3 separate regions of the Pan troglodytes genome follow, and all the other regions are linked to region 2. The links are chromatin contacts, called in public Hi-C and HiChIP or PLAC-seq maps. All regions are on one chromosome and are shown on one strand. Each heading gives the region's core, a stretch centred on a gene start, on an enhancer-like site or on the middle of the called end of the contact. The rest is flanking DNA. Distances are from core to core; before and after follow the strand shown. Region 1 holds the start of LUC7L3 (LUC7 like 3 pre-mRNA splicing factor). Region 2 holds the start of SPATA20 (spermatogenesis associated 20). Region 3 holds the start of LOC112206064 (putative ANKRD40 C-terminal-like protein).

Evidence for each region. Hi-C and Micro-C count contacts between places; a contact is called where the count stands out from the background. HiChIP or PLAC-seq counts read pairs in DNA pulled down with a chosen protein or histone mark.
Region 1: an H3K4me3 HiChIP or PLAC-seq map of stem cell-derived excitatory neurons shows a contact between it and region 2, with 4 times the contacts expected there. The contact joins the promoter of LUC7L3 here to the promoter of SPATA20 in region 2. A contact is called at or near these places in 4 of 7 Hi-C or Micro-C datasets (blood, induced pluripotent stem cells and stem cell-derived neural progenitor cells), 1 of 1 datasets of contacts at active chromatin or transcription factors (stem cell-derived excitatory neurons) and 1 of 1 other capture datasets (stem cell-derived neural stem cells).
Region 3: a Hi-C map of stem cell-derived neural progenitor cells shows a contact between it and region 2, with 4 times the contacts expected there. The contact joins the promoter of LOC112206064 here to the promoter of SPATA20 in region 2. A contact is called at or near these places in 1 of 7 Hi-C or Micro-C datasets (stem cell-derived neural progenitor cells) and 1 of 1 datasets of contacts at active chromatin or transcription factors (stem cell-derived excitatory neurons).

Annotation. Positions count from the first base shown.
Region 1 is chr19:63,847,191-63,850,223 of NHGRI_mPanTro3-v2.0_pri, forward strand. It overlaps LUC7L3 (LUC7 like 3 pre-mRNA splicing factor), which reads left to right and starts at 1,780. Exons shown (of 14, transcript XR_010153329.1): 1 at 1,780-1,908. ANKRD40 (ankyrin repeat domain 40) reads right to left here and starts at 2,588. Exons shown (of 5, transcript XM_511885.7): 1 at 2,184-2,588. The coding sequence starts at 2,317.
Region 2 is chr19:63,687,103-63,690,189 of NHGRI_mPanTro3-v2.0_pri, forward strand. SPATA20 (spermatogenesis associated 20) reads left to right here and starts at 1,296. Exons shown (of 17, transcript XM_511882.6): 1 at 1,296-1,543; 2 at 1,978-2,025; 3 at 2,541-2,711; 4 at 2,812-2,876; 5 at 3,068-3,087. The coding sequence starts at 1,467.
Region 3 is chr19:63,906,861-63,910,060 of NHGRI_mPanTro3-v2.0_pri, forward strand. LOC112206064 (putative ANKRD40 C-terminal-like protein) reads right to left here and starts at 1,725. Exons shown (of 4, transcript XM_024350521.2): 1 at 1,686-1,725. The coding sequence starts at 1,725.

The DNA of each region.
Region 1 (3,033 bases), core at 530-3,029, 160 kb after region 2:
AGTGCCAAAATGGTAATTCACAGCTTTGAACCAGAGGAATGCTGAGAAAAGGTTACATACACAACAGCAAGTTTGCAAAGACCTGTAAAAAAAAAAAAAAAAAACAGAACAAAAAGGTAGTATCCACTGTTTCCTGGCCTTCTGGACAGCTGTCCAGGCTGTTTTCTTTAGGGAAATTAGGTAGAAAAAAAATTTTTTTTGAGACTGGGGTCTCGCTATGTTGCCCAGGCTGGTCTCAAACTTCTGGACTCCAGTGATCCTCCTGCCTTGGCCTCCCAAAGTGCTGGGATTACAGGCGTGAGCCACCAGGTCCCACCAGGAAGATAGATTTTTTTTTTTTTTTTTTTTTTTTTGAGACAGAGTCTCGCTCTGCCACCAGCCTGGAGTGCAGTGGTGTGATCTTGGCTCATTTCAACCTCCAACTCCCTGGTTCAAGTGATTCTCCTGCTGCAGCATCCCAAGTAGCTGGGATGACAGGCACACGCCGCTACCCCTGGCTAATTTTTGTATCTTTAGAAGAGACAGGGTTTCACCATGTTGGCCAGAATGGTCTTGAACTCCTGACATCATGATCTGCCCACCTTGGCCTCCCAAAGTGCTGAGATTACAGGCGTCAGCCACCGCGCCGGGTCCAGGTAGGTAGACTTTTGAGGCAGTCTGGAAACCATGGTTCTGGTGCTATCATATTAATAGTTATGTGGCCTAGGGCAAGTTATTCTCTGTGGTTGAGCCTCTCTCCATTGTCCCTTGTTCCAAATGGATGATTCCACTTAAAAAAACAAAATGTAAACTCACTTTTTTTTTTTTTTTGAGGTAGAGTCTTGCTCTGTCACCCAGGCTGGAGTGCAGTGGTGCAATCTTGGCTTACTGCAACCTCCGCCTCCCAGGTTCAAGTGATTCTCCTGCCTCAGCCTCCCAAGCAGCTGAGACTACAGGCATGCACCACCACGCCCAGCTAATTTTTGTATTTTTAGTAGAGATGGGGTTTCATCATGTTGGCCAGGATGGTCTTGATCTCCTGACCTTGTGATCCGCCCACCTCAGCCTCCCAAAGTGCTACTCACTTTAACTCTAAGCTAGCAAAATAGTCTGGCTAAGCATTACTGAATCAAAATTTTAAATATTAAATGCAGAGAGCGGAATAATGCCACATTCAGTAACTTCCTGTTTTGACCACCAGCAACATCTTAAGATGAGACTCCTATTTAATTGGGAAGAATTCAATCTGCAGGCAGACATCTAAAGTCTTGGGTGACATTCTGTATTTGAAATTGTAATAAGAAAACTGGCCAGGAACGGTAGGCTCACATCTGTAATCCCAGCACTTTTGGAGGCCGAGGCGGGTGGATCACCTGAGGCCAGGAGTTTGAGACCAACCTGGCCCCATCTCTACCAAAAATACCAAAAAAAAAAAAAAAAATAGCCGGGTGTGGGGGCGCGTGCCTGTATTCCCAGCTATTTGGGAGGCTGTGGCAGGAGGATCACCTGAGCCGGGGAGGTAGAAGTTGCAGTGAGCCGAGACTATGCCACTGCACTCCACCCTGGGCGACAGGGCAAGACCCTGTCTCAAAAAAAAAAAAAAAAAAAAGGAAAAGAAAGAAAATAATCGATAGGATAAACAAATGAGTTTTCCCTCAAACAGGCAACTGTAGGCAGCAGCAGCAAATCGGTTGCAGTGAAACAACAGAGAAGCAGAATGGTGATGCAAATGTGTTTTTTTTTTCCTGGTCTTGGCTAAGGAAATCGTGCTAGTTTATAAAATTCATATTTGCTCAGTTGCTTATGCTTTTAGCTCTGCAAGATGCGTTCTCCAGAAGGACCTACGGCAAATTAACTCAACACTCGAATTGGGGTGAGCTCCAACGCATAGTCGCTGAGAATCACTGCCTCCAGCACCGCTCTGACCAAGTGAGCCGGGAGCGCGGGGGAAGGGGGTAGGGCACCAGAGTCCCAGTGGGCGCTGCCCCGAGTGGACCACGTGGGCCGGGATTTGGGCAGGACGCGCTCCCGACCGCACGAGGCATGGGGACGAGGGCTGGCCTCAAGAGGGCACAATCTCGGAGGCCCGAGGTGGCAGGCCTCGCCGTAGCCAGGCGTCCAGCGCTGGGCCCAGGTCGCGACTGACTGCCCCACGCCTTCCGACCGGCTGCCCTGACCCTAGGCCTCCCCCGCTCCCCACTTACCAGCCGTTGACCTCATTTTGGGAGTTCACATCCACCCCGCTCTCCACCAGTTTCTGCACCTCCCGAATGTCCCCTAAGGCCGCGGCCTCCCGCAGCCTCTCCTGCTGCTCCTTCTGCTCTAGGAGGGCGTTCATCTTCCCACAGCCCCAGGCCCCCGCCCAGGCCCGCCTGCCCCGCCCCGCCCGCGGCCTGTCAGCGCCGCCGCCGTCGCCGCGGCCCGCTCCCGGCCATGGGGAGGGAGCGCGGAACTCGTCCGCCCTGCTCGCCCCGCTGCCAGCGCCAGTCCCGGGACTTCCGCTCCCTCCCGCGGGCCGCCCCTGCTGCTCCCGGCCCGCAGGCCCAGGCCTCCTCCCGGGCCGCGCCTCCCGAAGGCCGGCTCCGGGGGACCCTGTTCAGTGTGACAACGCTGACCCAGATATTTTCCGTTCCGACCCGGGGCTCCGGCGCCCGGGCTGGCTGTTTATGTAACTACTGCACAATATTATATGCCATGATTCATTGACTATTTTTAGACTTCCCCACCCCGCAGTTTCAAGGGAGGAGGACAAGACACATGAAAAGAGAAAAAAGCATAGCTGAGAGCCAGAAAAGCCTTATCCTCTGGTGCAGGCTGTTTACCAGGCATCCAAAATAATTGGTGGGTTCTTTTTGTTGGGATTTGGGGTTTTTTTGTTATTTTCCCCCAGTTTGGTTGGCTCCTTTTCCTTATCTGAGCCAATTCTTGCCCAGCAGGATAGGGAAATGGGCTGAAAACGATCCTACTATAATACGCCCATTATTACAGAGATAGATTACACTCTTCTTCTTTTTGACAGTGCTTGGGGACAATTCAGTTAGAATATTTATTTCA
Region 2 (3,087 bases), core at 46-2,545:
TCCCCTTCTCTGGCCAGGCACGGTGGCTCATACCTGTAATCCCAGCACTTGGGAGGCTGAGGCAGATGGATCACTTGAGGTCAGGAGTTTGAGACCAGCCTAGGCAACATGGCGAAACCCCGTCTCTACTAAAAATACAAAAATTAGCTGGGCATGGTGGCGCGCTCCTGTAGTCCCAGCTACTTGGAAGGCTGAGGCACAAGAATCGCTTGAACCTAGGAGGTGGAGGTTGCAGAGAGCCAAGATCCACTGCACTCCAGCCTGGGCAACAGAGTGAGACTCTGGCTAAAAAAAAATTGGGTCGGGTATGGTGGCTCATGCCTGTAATCCCAGCACTTTGGGAGGCCGAGGCAGATGGATCACCTGAGGTCAGGAGTTCGAGACCAGCCTTGAACCCAGGATGCGGAGGTTGCAGTGAGCCGAGATCACACCACTGCACTCCAGCCTGGGTGACAGAGCGAGACTCTGTCTCAAAAAATAAAAATCCCCTTCTTACAGTTCACGAGTGTCTCCAAGATCTTGCCTCTGCCCTCATCTACTGCCTGTCTTCCCTCTTTCTGCAGTTGCTCAGCCCTGACTCACTGACAAGCCACGGGACCTTTGCACAAACTGTACCTCTGCCTCCTTCCCCAGCACTCCCCCTGAGCACCCTCCAAGTTCCTTTCTCTCGTTCTTCATGGCTTCACAAATGTGATTTCCTCAGGGAAGCCTTCATCCTTTGCCCCTTCCACCAGATCAGGTCACTTGTTACGTTATACCCTCACGGACTTGTCACGTGGGTGTTTATCGGTATGGCTGTCGAATTAGCATCTGCCGCTCTCAACAGACTGTGAGCCATGTGAGGGCAGGAGCCTTGTTTCTCTCTGCCCACCATTGTATACTCAGTGCCTTGCAGAGTGGCAGGCGGCAGGCACTTAATAAATATTGGCTGAATGTAGCCAATGAGGCCATGTGTAACCTATGAGACATAAAATGGGCTCATCAGTATTATTTAAGGAAGGCTTCCTGGAGTGGGTAGGATTTGAGTAGGACCTAGAGACGAGGAGGCTGCAAAAAGCAAAGCTTGTTAGCTGGTGGACCTGGCCAAGGTACGCCTTCGCCTTGGATCTCATTTCTCATTTGTAAAATGGGCAGGGGTTGGACAAAATGAGCTGAAGCTCTGGCATCCCATGGCCCTAGCATCTCCCAGCCCTAGATCCCACAACTCTCCCTATTCCCTTGAGAAGGGCTGTCCTCCCCAGGCAGGGGCAGAGCCCAGTTTTATGCACAGAATGGGTCCTCCCAAGGCCCGGGTGCCTGATCTGCAATTCTGCGCTCCGCCGCAGGGCGACGCTCGGAGACCAGCCACACTGTCCCAAGTCCCGGCGAAGACCCGCCCGCGGCTCCGTAGGTGCCCGGCCCGCCCCTCGCAGCCTCCTGCCTTCCCTTCCTGTCCTCAGCGGCCGGGCCCACGGCCCCGAGCAGCCATGCTGGGCGCGCGGGCCTGGTTGGGCCGCGTCCTTCTGCTGCCCCGCGCCGGTGCAGGCCTCGCCGCGAGCCGCAGGTACGGGCGGGCGAGCGGGCCCCTAGGGCACTCCCTGCGCCTGCCTGCGGGCCCAGTGGAGGGTCTTCCGGACACCGGTCCCCAGTGCCAGTCTGGACCACCCCTGCATGCCTGGCCCTTCCCCCACCCCACCTCCGGTCTGCTCCTGAGACCTGGCCCTGGCTGTAAGGCCCTCCTCCCCTCCCTTCCCGTCCTCATCCCTTCCCTCCTCTCCCCTTCCTTCCAGTGCAGTGCCAGCTCCTCAGGGACTGTTCTGACACTGCTTCCAGGAAGCCTTCCTTGCACCCCAGTGCTGGATGCTGGGTCAAGGGCCTTTCTCCAATAGTACCCTGTGCCCTGTCACAGTCCTTTATTGCTGCATGGACCTTTCGTTATTTAGGTCTGCCTGCAGTCCCATTTCCAGGCTGAACTCCCTGAGGTCTCTGATTCCCTAGGTGTCCTGGAGTCTGGCCCAGGACCTGGCCCCACAGGAGTCCCAGCAGGTGGGCGTTGAGTGAGGGAGTCCCCATGTCTGGTTTCCTCTGTTTGTCCCTCACCTGGTCCAGTCCCAGACCCTACTGATCTTGGCCTGTCCAGCCACCAGCAGTAGGCTGCCTTCCAGTGGGGCCACACCCAGGCCTGCCAGAGAGATGCCTCCAAGCAGCTGCTCCAGGAAGGGCCGGGGGAGGGGCCTGGGGAGGGGTAAGAATGGAGCCCCAAGAATCATTCTGCCCATTGTGACCCGCCCTGACCTCACAGCCATCCTTCCCACCGCCAGGCCCAGGAGGTTGGGGGAGACTAACCTGGCAAGGAGCCCCCAATGAGCCACCTCTCCTCACCCCCCAAAAAACATAAGGGGGAGCGCAAAGGCCACAGTCTCCCCCATGGTTCAGAAAGGTGGGTTGGGCTGGGAGCAGGGGTCCTACTGGGGTGCTGAGTGAAATGGAGCAGGCGCTGGGGGGCCTGGGAGAAGGTGGGTGGAGGCCGCTGGCTTGCCTGACGCACCAGTCCTCGCCAGGGGTAGCTCCTCCCGGGACAAGGACCGAAGTGCGACGGTCAGTAGTTCAGTGCCCATGCCTGCTGGAGGGAAGGGAAGCCATCCTTCATCTACACCCCAGAGGGTCCCCAACCGCCTGATCCACGAGAAGTCACCATACCTCCTACAACATGCCTACAATCCTGTGGACTGGTGAGCACCTCTCCTGGGGCCCTGCCTGGAATCGCTGGGGTCCTGGGCCCCTCCCAGACCCCCTGGGCTACTGAGTGATGCCCCACCCTGCTGGGTCTAGGTACCCCTGGGGACAGGAAGCCTTCGACAAGGCCAGGAAGGAAAACAAGCCGATTTTCCTCTCAGGTAATGCTCCCACCTTCCCTGATGTGGGGGTGTGGGCAGGGAGCGGCAGTGGATGGGGGAGGGTCCTCTCGGCCTGGCGGGTCTTCCAGGAGACTAGAGGCCAGGACGTCTTCCATGTAGCCAGGGCCACTTGGCCAGCCTCCCTCTGACCCGTTGCTGGCCCCCTGACCTCTCCCCATGGCCCTGTTCAGTCGGGTACTCCACCTGCCAC
Region 3 (3,200 bases), core at 475-2,974, 220 kb after region 2:
ATATGTTGATATAATGATTTGCATATAGTGGGCAAAGTATATTATTAAAATTAGTTTCACCTGTTTTTACTTTTTAAAACATGGCTACTAGCAATTTGAAATTACATATGTGGCTTGCATTACATTTCTATTGGGCAGCATTAGTCTAGATGAAAGGTTTTGGTCTTTGTCCTAAAACACCACCAAGCCATTCTGGTTTTTAGCAGAGAGCTGTCATAATCAGACTTGCATTCTGGAAAAGAGAAAAGCCTCACTGTCCCCAAAAGAATCCTGTGGGGTATGCACATTATTATTTTCATTTGCAGACAGGAAAATTGAGGCTGAAAGGGGAAGTAGTTTGTTCAGGTTGGTAAATGGCCAGATATGGATGTGACCAGGGCCAACTACATAATTTGCAAAGCCGAGTGCAAAAGGAAAATGAAGAGGAAGCCAATTTCCCCTTCTCACAGCCGCTGCTCTAACCCAGGGCAAATGGGTGACGCCCAAGGTATTGCGACCTCCCCACTTGAATGCACCAACTAGCTGGATGGGGGTGGGTGAGAGTGTCCAGGGCTGCCTGCCACTCCTCAACTTCTGATCCTTGTTTTGCCTGGGCAAAGGTGACAGCGGAATGAGGGACTCTGGCAGAGGGTTACAGCAGTGGTGGGGCTGGTCTGGGTGTGGAGACCATATGTATGAGCTGAGGCTCCAACTCCCAATCCTGGCACATGCTCCATTGTCCCATCGGACACCACTTACAAAACAAGTTCAGGGCTAAAATTATGACACATTTCAAGTCAACAATCACAGAATGTTGAACCCCAAGCCCAGGGCCTTTCTGAATGCAAGGCCCTGGGCAGCTGCACTGATCACAGCCTTATGAAGTCAGCCCTGTTTGTGCCACCCTGCCAGATGCCTCCAAGGAGATGAGACACTCCTGCCCAACTCAGCCCCTTCCCAGGACAGGAATAATGTCCCCTCCCCTAGTGAGCAGGGATCTGCAGTCTTCTCTTTGCCTTTCAATTCTGGGCCCTGGAGGTGGCTCAGGGCTGTGGCTCCTTCTCAGGCAGCCCCTGTAGCAGCTGGGCCCCAGCCCACCTGCCAGTACCTGACCTGATGTCGATACCTGATAGAGATACCAGAACCTGACCTGAAACGAGGCCTTCCTGCCTCACTGCTAACTCACCCAACACACAGCCCGAGAACTTTCCCTGCCCCATCCACTACGTTTGAAAGCATTTTCTTCTGTGGTCAATGTGTCAGCTCTGTGAATGGACAGAGTCTCATAGAGGTCACAAAGCATGCCCTTTGCACTCAGGCAGATTTGGGTCTGAATTCCTCTGCCACTTAGTAGCTTTGACACCTTGGGCAAGTTACATAACCTCTCTGATCTGAAAATGAGGTTAACAATCCTACCTCACCAGATTGTAAGAAGTCAATGAGAAAGTACACAGAAGGTACAACTTCCTAGCAGTTGTGAGCACCAGTAATTGCCAGCTGCTATTATTATTTATTGTAGCTATAGACACTTGCTTCCTTCTGAAAGGACCTTTGGTCTAGTTGCTCTGCTCTTCACTAGCCCACTGGCAGAGTGGCGGAGGCCACAGGGCACTGCTGGCCACAGCATGACCCGTGTCCCAGCCTTCCCCAGCCCCCTGTCCCATCCTCCTTGAGGACCATGTTGGGAACAGGACTCCCAGACTCACCTGCTGGCTTCTCCCCGATGTCCTGTTCCAGTTCAGCCATGAGTCACCTCTAGTCCGTCAGATGTGCAGCCCCTCTCGCATTTATGCGCAAGCTCCCAACCAAATAAAAAGCGCTTTCTACAGCCTCAGCACGTCTGTCTGCAAGGCAACAACAGTGTGTTCTTGCCAGCCCAGTGAGATAGAGCAGGGTCATTTTTATTTTATAGATAGGGAAAAGGAGGCTCCAGTGTGTGGCATGATTTGCACAGGGTGAGGCCAGTGAAGGAAGGTGCTGAAGTAAGGCTCCAGACTCTCTTCTCAGGCTGTCTCCACTGGAAGACGGTGCAGGCCAGTAGTACTCACCTGAGGGAATGGTGCCCTTCGGAGGGGAGGCCAGAGAGGCACAGCAGGCACCCAGCCAGACCCGAGAAGGGGGCCAGGCCCTCTTTCTTGGAAAAGGTTGGTAGCTTCTACATCAGGGGTAAGAAAAACCAAACACTTAGTTTCTCGGTTTGAATGGACTCCTCCTCCCCATTTCACTGTCTTTCCTCCCAGCCCCTTCCTCAGCAGCTGTGCATGACAAGAAAGAAGCAGAAAGACCCCTCCATACCTGGGAAAATGACCTTGGTGATGATCCTGGATCCCCTGATTGTAGACATCAAAATGGAGGAGGCAGAGGCTGGAGCAGGAGGTTCAGCGAAGAATGGGTGGGGAGGGTCAAAGTCCCCAGGGAGGCTGCTGCCTCAAAGGCAGGCTGAAGACAGGAGGAGGTGCACAGATAGGAACCCAGATGTTCGGGTAACGCTCACATTTCATTTAACCCTCCAATGACAAAAGACGGGCAAACAGACGGGGCATCAGGGTGGGCCTCAGCATCAAAAAACTGGAGGGAGCTGGCTGGGTGCGGTGGCTCACGCCTGTAATCCTAGCACTTTGGGAGGCTGAGGCGGGTGGATTGCCGGAGCTCAGGAGTTCGAGACCAGCCTGGGCAACTCGATGAAACCCCGTCTCTACTAAAATACAAAAAATTAGCTGGGTGTGGTGACGTGCGCCTATAATCCCAGCTACTCAGGAGGCTGAGACAGGAGAATCGCTTGAACCTGGGAGGCAGATGTTGCAGTGAGCCGAGATCACACCATTGCACTCCAGTCTTGGTGACAGAGCAAGACTCCATCTCAAAAAATAAATAAATAAATAAATAAACACTAAAAAAAAAAACCATAAACCAAACAACAACAACAAAAAACCAAAAAAAAAAAAAAAAAAAAAAGCTGGAGGGAGCTCTGGAGATCGCAGCCCCCCGGCTCTCAAACATGGTGTGCATTGAAGTCACCTGGGAAGCTTTAAAAACCGTGGATGCCCAGGTCCCACCCTATAAAGTCTGACTTAGTTGGTCTGGATGCAATCAGAGCCCCAGAACTTTCGAAAGGTTCCCAGCTGATTTCAATGTGCAGCCAAGACTGTGAACCACTGATTTGGCCAAACTGCTTAAAGGAGCAAACAGGGAAACTGAGGCCTTAGTAAGTGAAATGTTTA